Linked DNA regions of Mus musculus: region 1 is linked to region 2. A link is a contact called in public ChIA-PET data. All regions are on one chromosome and are shown on one strand. The core of a region is the stretch at or near the end of the contact, and the rest is flanking DNA. Distances in the headings are between cores, read along the strand shown. Region 1 holds the start of Sephs1 (selenophosphate synthetase 1). Region 2 overlaps Frmd4a (FERM domain containing 4A).

Region 1 (2,700 bases), core at 58-2,557, 300 kb after region 2:
CATCCACTTTTTTTTTTTCTCATTGTGAAATCTTTTGAAAAAAAAAATCACTTTTTTTTTTAACTAAGTGAGGAACAAAAAAAAGTTACATTGTTTAAAATGCAAAATCAAATTTAAAAGGCAGAACCGGACAAATGTAACTGTATAACCCTTTCCCTCTGGCTTTGGAGTCCTGGTGTGGTATCTGGTGAGGCTGTGTTTGTGTCTTCTGACCATTCAGAAGAAACTCCACGTTCATCAACGATAAATCGATGTCCGAAGTCTGATGCTAAGGAGCCCAGGTGCTACTGTATTCTCCCAAATGTATTGTGGAGAAAAGACACAAAGGCAGGAGATGCCTGTGTCCATCTCGCCACACTTTGCACCCTAGATCCCACTCCTAAGAAACAGGCAAATGGCAATTTCAGGAATGAAAAGGACATCTGCGGGGTGTACGAACCTAAAGACAGCCAAAAGATACAACAGTTCTGCTTCTAAATAATCGGGAAAATGCGAACCTATTCCTAACCAAGTTTGCTCTGCTCAGCTTTCCAGAGAAGTCCTTCGAAGGGACACGCTCTGCACCAGCAATGCAGTACGAAGTCGGAAATCTGAAGTTACTTCAAGTGAAACCGCATTACCAATGTCAATTCAAGCACACAGGATTAGTCTGCCATGTTTACTTGGACATGAGAAGAACAAATGGTATAACCCGGACAACATAAACTCTCCCTCCCCAAAATGCAGATCAAAGATTCAAGAAACTTCACAGAGCATTTGCATATTTCACTGGGACTCCAAAGAAATGCGGAGCTACGCTCAAACAATAGAATGAAGAAAAGATGGGAGTCACTGAGAATGGAGCGCGGGGTTAAGTTGGGTTTTCAAATGTCTCACTGGGGGCGACCTTGGCTCCTACACTCTGCACATTGTTCCCATGGGCACAGTCTCACTGCAGCAGAGATTCGGGAGCAGGTATTGCATCCCGTGGGTGATGCGGGGATCGCACCCAGCCAGGTTGTGCAAAAAACAAAAACACTCTGTTCCCTTCTCGCGGGACAGAGATGCGAAAGTAGGTGGCCCCCATCACTCAAGGTTGCTGCCAGTGCTGCTCGCAACTTTTGAAATCAATCTACCCCCCCCCCTTTTTTTTCCTTTCTTTTTTCTTTTGCATCATGCAACGGATGCCACCGTTCCTGGGGTTTGCAACCCCCCACCCCCTCCCCCGAGACCAATCATTGCCGCGCTCGGGCCTCTGCACAGCGCCCCCGCCCCCTTCCCGGGCCGCACGCAGCCACCACCGCCGCTGCCACCGCCACCAGCAACCCGGAGGCGCTCCGGCCACCGGCCCGCCGCCTTAAAGGGAGGTGGCCGCTCTTAAAGGGACCCTCACGCGCCCGGCCGGCGGGAGCGCGGCGGCCCGGTTCCCGGAGGGCCGCGCCCAGCCTAGGCCGAGCTCCACGCGGCGTCCGAGCGCCCGGCGGTGCCGCCGCCACCGGGAGCAGCATTTTTTTTTTTTTTTTTTTTAAATTCAGGCGACGCTTAAGGGAGCCCAGCGCGCCCGGTGCATTGTGGGAGCGCCGCGGCCCGTTTTCGGGAGGAGGCGGAGGGCGCAAAGCGAGCCGGTAAGCGGCGGGCCTGGCGAGGGGGGGCGAGGCAGCAGGCTTAAAGGGGAATAGCGGGCCGCAGGCCCGGCGCGGCCGTTGCAAATCCCCCTCCGGGCCGCCCGGGACCGCCGGGGAGCCGTGCACCGGGGCCCTTCGCGCGCCCTGCCTGGAGAGGGGGCCGAGCCCAGGCTTTGGTGGGGCCGCTTTAAAAAAGAAGCGCCGCCCGCGCCGCTGCCTCCTCCGCCGTCGCCGCCGCGGCACGCGGGGCCGGGGTTGGGAGGGAGGAGCGGAGGGGGAGGGCGGCGGCGGCCACGCAGGGGTTAATCTTTTCGCCCGCCGACATTTTTGTGTGGCGGCGCGGACGGCGAGCCCGCGCGCGCGCGCGCTCTGCCTTAGCCGCCCAGTGTCCTGGCGCCGAGCCGCGGGCCTCCCCGCCCCCACTCGGCCCTCGGGTCCCTCCGGTCCCCGCCGGCGACGGTCTCCGCGGCAGCGGCGACGCGGGGCCTGCGGTGCAGCATGGCCCTGCCGGTGGCCTGCCCGCGGCAGCCGCGCGGCGCGGTACAAAGAACGCGGCCCGCGCCCGCCGTGCCTTTAAAGGCGGCAGCCTGAGACTTAAGGTGTCCCCTGAGTGGCATCCTCCGCGCCCGGCCCCATGGAGGGCGCGGGGTCCCGGCGCGCACGCCGCGGCGCCCGGGCCTGTGAGCACGCGCGGGGCCTGGGGGCTGGCGGGGAGGTAGGTGTGCTGCCCCACCGCACCCCGCTGCCCGAGCCCGCCTCCCGCGGGAGCGAAGGGGTTAAACGCGGGCTTTAAATATTCATGTCATTGTTTTAAAGGTGTAAACATGTGGCTTCCAGGTCGGACGCACTCCCTCTACCCAAAGCACACCCCAAATTCCATCCTTTTCAAATAGCTGGAGTTTCCTTTGAGGCCAAACCGTGTGACTTAGGTCTCCTTGCACTTGGGAGTTTTTTAACTGCTGAGTTTTCTTGATGTAAGGCGTTTTTAAACTTTCCTAACCAGAAAGTGTAGGGAAAATAAGGTAAAAGAAAGGTGCTCTTCGGAGTCTCTCTCCTGCCTTTTGGTTGAGGCCGTGAGGATTGGAGGTAGGAAAAT
Region 2 (2,978 bases), core at 357-2,856:
TGGAGATGGCACACTGATCCTGCCATCTGCAACGTGGCATTATACCACAGGGTCTCTAGGACGTCTCTGATGTAAGGAATTCATCCTTGAGAACTTCTCTGGGAAATAAATATCTCGTTGTCATAAAGGGGAGTCTAACCCCTTTCTCCATATTCACTCCTGGGTATCTGCCAAGCCTCTCCCTCCCAGCTTCTACAGATCTGTTGGGACTTGGCTGTCTTCATTTGCTTGTCTTAACTTTTCATTTTCCCCTTAGAGGCCAAACAGGCAGTCATTTCCTTCCCTCGATTTTACAGACAACAGATTTCTTTCTTGCTGGGGGTGGAGATGGGGGATATTACTATTTGTGTTATATTTCCCTTCCTTCCAAAGAGGAAAGCTCCCCTTCCACCTTCTGGATTGAGGGTGGGAGCAGGGGGCCTGCTCATCTGCATCTGTCTGTGAAAACAGATGCACAGGTCTCTGCGAATCCTCAGCAGGATGCAAACTCATATCCGGTGCCGACTGGCTTGGGATCTTTGGAATGACTGCAACAAATTCTCCATTGCAGCTGAGTGAGGAGAGCCTTCCATATGGTCACAGGGAGAGGGCTTCTGTTTGCTCTGTGGCCCCTCCACATGTGGTCTCTTCACATACAGCTGCCACCAGCCCGGTCTAGGTTCCCCAGCTGGAAAATGGAAAATGGGTCCCAAGTCCACAGTAATATCTGTGATGCCATCTGGTTTCCCCTGAAGATCCCCAAATGCCCACTGAAAATGACTTTCTTTGCCTAGCCATGTTTGGATAATAATCATCTTCCTAGGGCTGGGAATGTAGCTCCCTTGGTGGAATCCTTACCTGGCGTACTTAAAGCCCCAAATTCAATCCCAGCACCATATAAACGACTGGTGCTCATATTTACCTCTTTAATGGCAGAACTCAATAAGTAGAGGCAGGAAAATCAGGGTCAAGGTCATATATATGGAGGTCAAGGTCAGCCTGAGCTAGAGACCTTGTCTCCAAAAATACACCTATAACCAACTGTCTTCTTCACCATCAGCTCTTCCTCCCTCCCTCCAGTGACCTCGTTCAGTAGAAGCCTTTGGGTTAGGAGTGTAATATGATCGTGAACTCTAGCCTAGAATCCAAGTAGAGATCTCACTAACTCAGGAAAGGTTTTCTGGAGAACTCAGCTGATGGTAGGTTTTCCTGGCTGTCATCAGAGGGAGGCTGAACCACCTCAATGAAGTGATCATTCAGAAACCAAGCCAGTCCCCTAGCTGGCCCCTGTGTTGTGGTGCTTCCGGGCAACGATTGTGCCCTCCATCCTCATTGTTTGCTTGTCTCCGATTCCTCCAGTGGGTGGAACTGAGGGCTGAGACTATGTCTCCCCCATATTACCTTGCACATGGAAGGGACTCCAAAAACCTCTGTTGTCGCACCAGGAGATCTGAAGACCGCCACTGGCTTCCTGTCCTTTGGCCTTCTCTTGAGTTTTGAGATCAGCGTATGTGGCATGTGGTCCTGCCAGGAAGGAAGATGCAAGCAGATGCAACCCACAGGGTGTTGTTGCCTTGACACCAGAGTAGTGAGACAGAATGTTCCCCCTCTCACCGAGTTTCCATTCAAAGGATAAGCAGGCCACACAGAACAGAGCTTGTGCCCCACCTCTGCCTCCCTGTGCCAGCCACCATGACCTCTGTGGTAAGAGTAGAGGTAACGCTTCTCTGAGGACTCAATGAATTGTAGCATGTAAGAATCCCTGCTGAGTTCTATTAAACAATCAAACAAACAAACAAAACCCACTTTTCCCCCTCTGCCCGCAAGCTTCCTGAACTGACAGGGCCAGCCACACCAGCCACCACTCCTCATTTTCTTGCCTGTCCACTCAGGGCTCTTCCTTTTTTTTCCCAACATGAATCGTTCTGAAATGGAGATGCCAACACCCTAATAAAAGCGAGGAAAGATTTCTAAGAACAATGACTAGTATTCACATGGCATTTAGCATGTTCTGAGTTATCTTTTAGCATCGCCCAAATGTTATCCTGCTTCATTCTCCCAATATTTGTAGAGCCCTGTTTTCATTGCCCAGTTCACAGGAAACAGAGACCTAGGAAAGTTCTAGAACCTGCCACCTCCCATCCCAGATCCACTCAGAAGCTAAGCTGAAACATACACACAGACCCAATAACCCTAGACCCCAGACTGCAGGCTCCAGCTTTAGGAGGGCGCTATACCAGTTTGTTTCCCAGACTATCCTTTTCTGTACATCTGAGTACCCTCTCTAGAAGGATATTCATGTATTATCAATTACCTTTCAGAAATATTCATCTCACCTGCTTTTCACTGGCTCCTACACCAACCCGCTATTCCTTCCATCCCTTCCCGGGCAGCGCCTGGCTACTGTTTTTTTTCCATGTATCAATTTTGAAATTTCACTCTTCCAGGTACAGTAGAGATGACACATCTATCTTCTTATTTCATCTTACAGACAGCTCCAGTTTAAGACTATTTAGTATTCAGGATCAGGAAGAGATAAACCCTTTAGGCTCTTGTTGGTAATTAGACATCCATCCCCTCCTCCCTGCCCCCACCCCTCCACCCCTGCCTGCCTCTGTCAGGAGGCAGGGTTGGGAGAGTGCCATTCCTAGAGGTTTGGGTAGTGAAGGAAGGAGGTCATACTGTCTATAACATTCCTTTGGTAAAACTTGAAGAAATGAAGGCTAATGGCTGAGAAGGAATGGCCTAAGTTGGTTGTTTATTGGGTAATCAGTGTTTCAAGTTCGGAGACATTTTAGAAGGTGGTCACTTTCTAGGTAGGACCAGGATGGTTCTCAAGAAGGTGAAATGCCAGCCAGGCGAGGTGGCACACGCCTTTAATCCCAGCACTTGGGAGGCAGAGGCAGGCGGGTTTCTGAGTTCGAGGCCAGCCTGGTCTACAGAGTGAGTTCCAGGACAGCAGAGAAACCCTGTCGGGGGTGGGGGGGGGATTCACATAT

The links. ChIA-PET counts read pairs in DNA pulled down with a chosen protein or histone mark.
Region 1: an RNA polymerase II ChIA-PET map of memory CD8 T cells shows a contact between it and region 2, with 47 read pairs. The contact joins the promoter of Sephs1 here to the enhancer-like site in region 2. A contact is called at or near these places in 5 of 39 promoter capture datasets (the C10 cell line, cranial neural crest, embryonic stem cells and 2 more), 7 of 484 Hi-C or Micro-C datasets (the N1E-115 cell line, cerebellar granule neurons, cerebral cortex and 4 more), 11 of 115 datasets of contacts at active chromatin or transcription factors (T-cell acute lymphoblastic leukemia, astrocytes, embryonic forebrain and 4 more) and 3 of 9 other capture datasets (adipose tissue, embryonic trunk and liver).

Annotation. Positions count from the first base shown.
Region 1 is chr2:4,880,257-4,882,956 of GRCm38.p6, forward strand. Sephs1 (selenophosphate synthetase 1) reads left to right here and starts at 1,308. Exons shown (of 9, transcript NM_175400.6): 1 at 1,308-1,604.
Region 2 is chr2:4,579,350-4,582,327 of GRCm38.p6, forward strand. All of the region lies in intron 14 of Frmd4a (FERM domain containing 4A), which reads left to right. Among named protein-coding and RNA genes, the nearest start is that of Gm13179, 14 kb to the right of the region's middle. Within about 2 kb of position 1,607, at least 43 of the 459 cell types and tissues checked have an H3K27ac peak or open chromatin away from gene starts, as enhancers often do. A contact at or near this core is called in T-cell acute lymphoblastic leukemia, group 2 innate lymphoid cells and memory CD8 T cells, where this site is marked.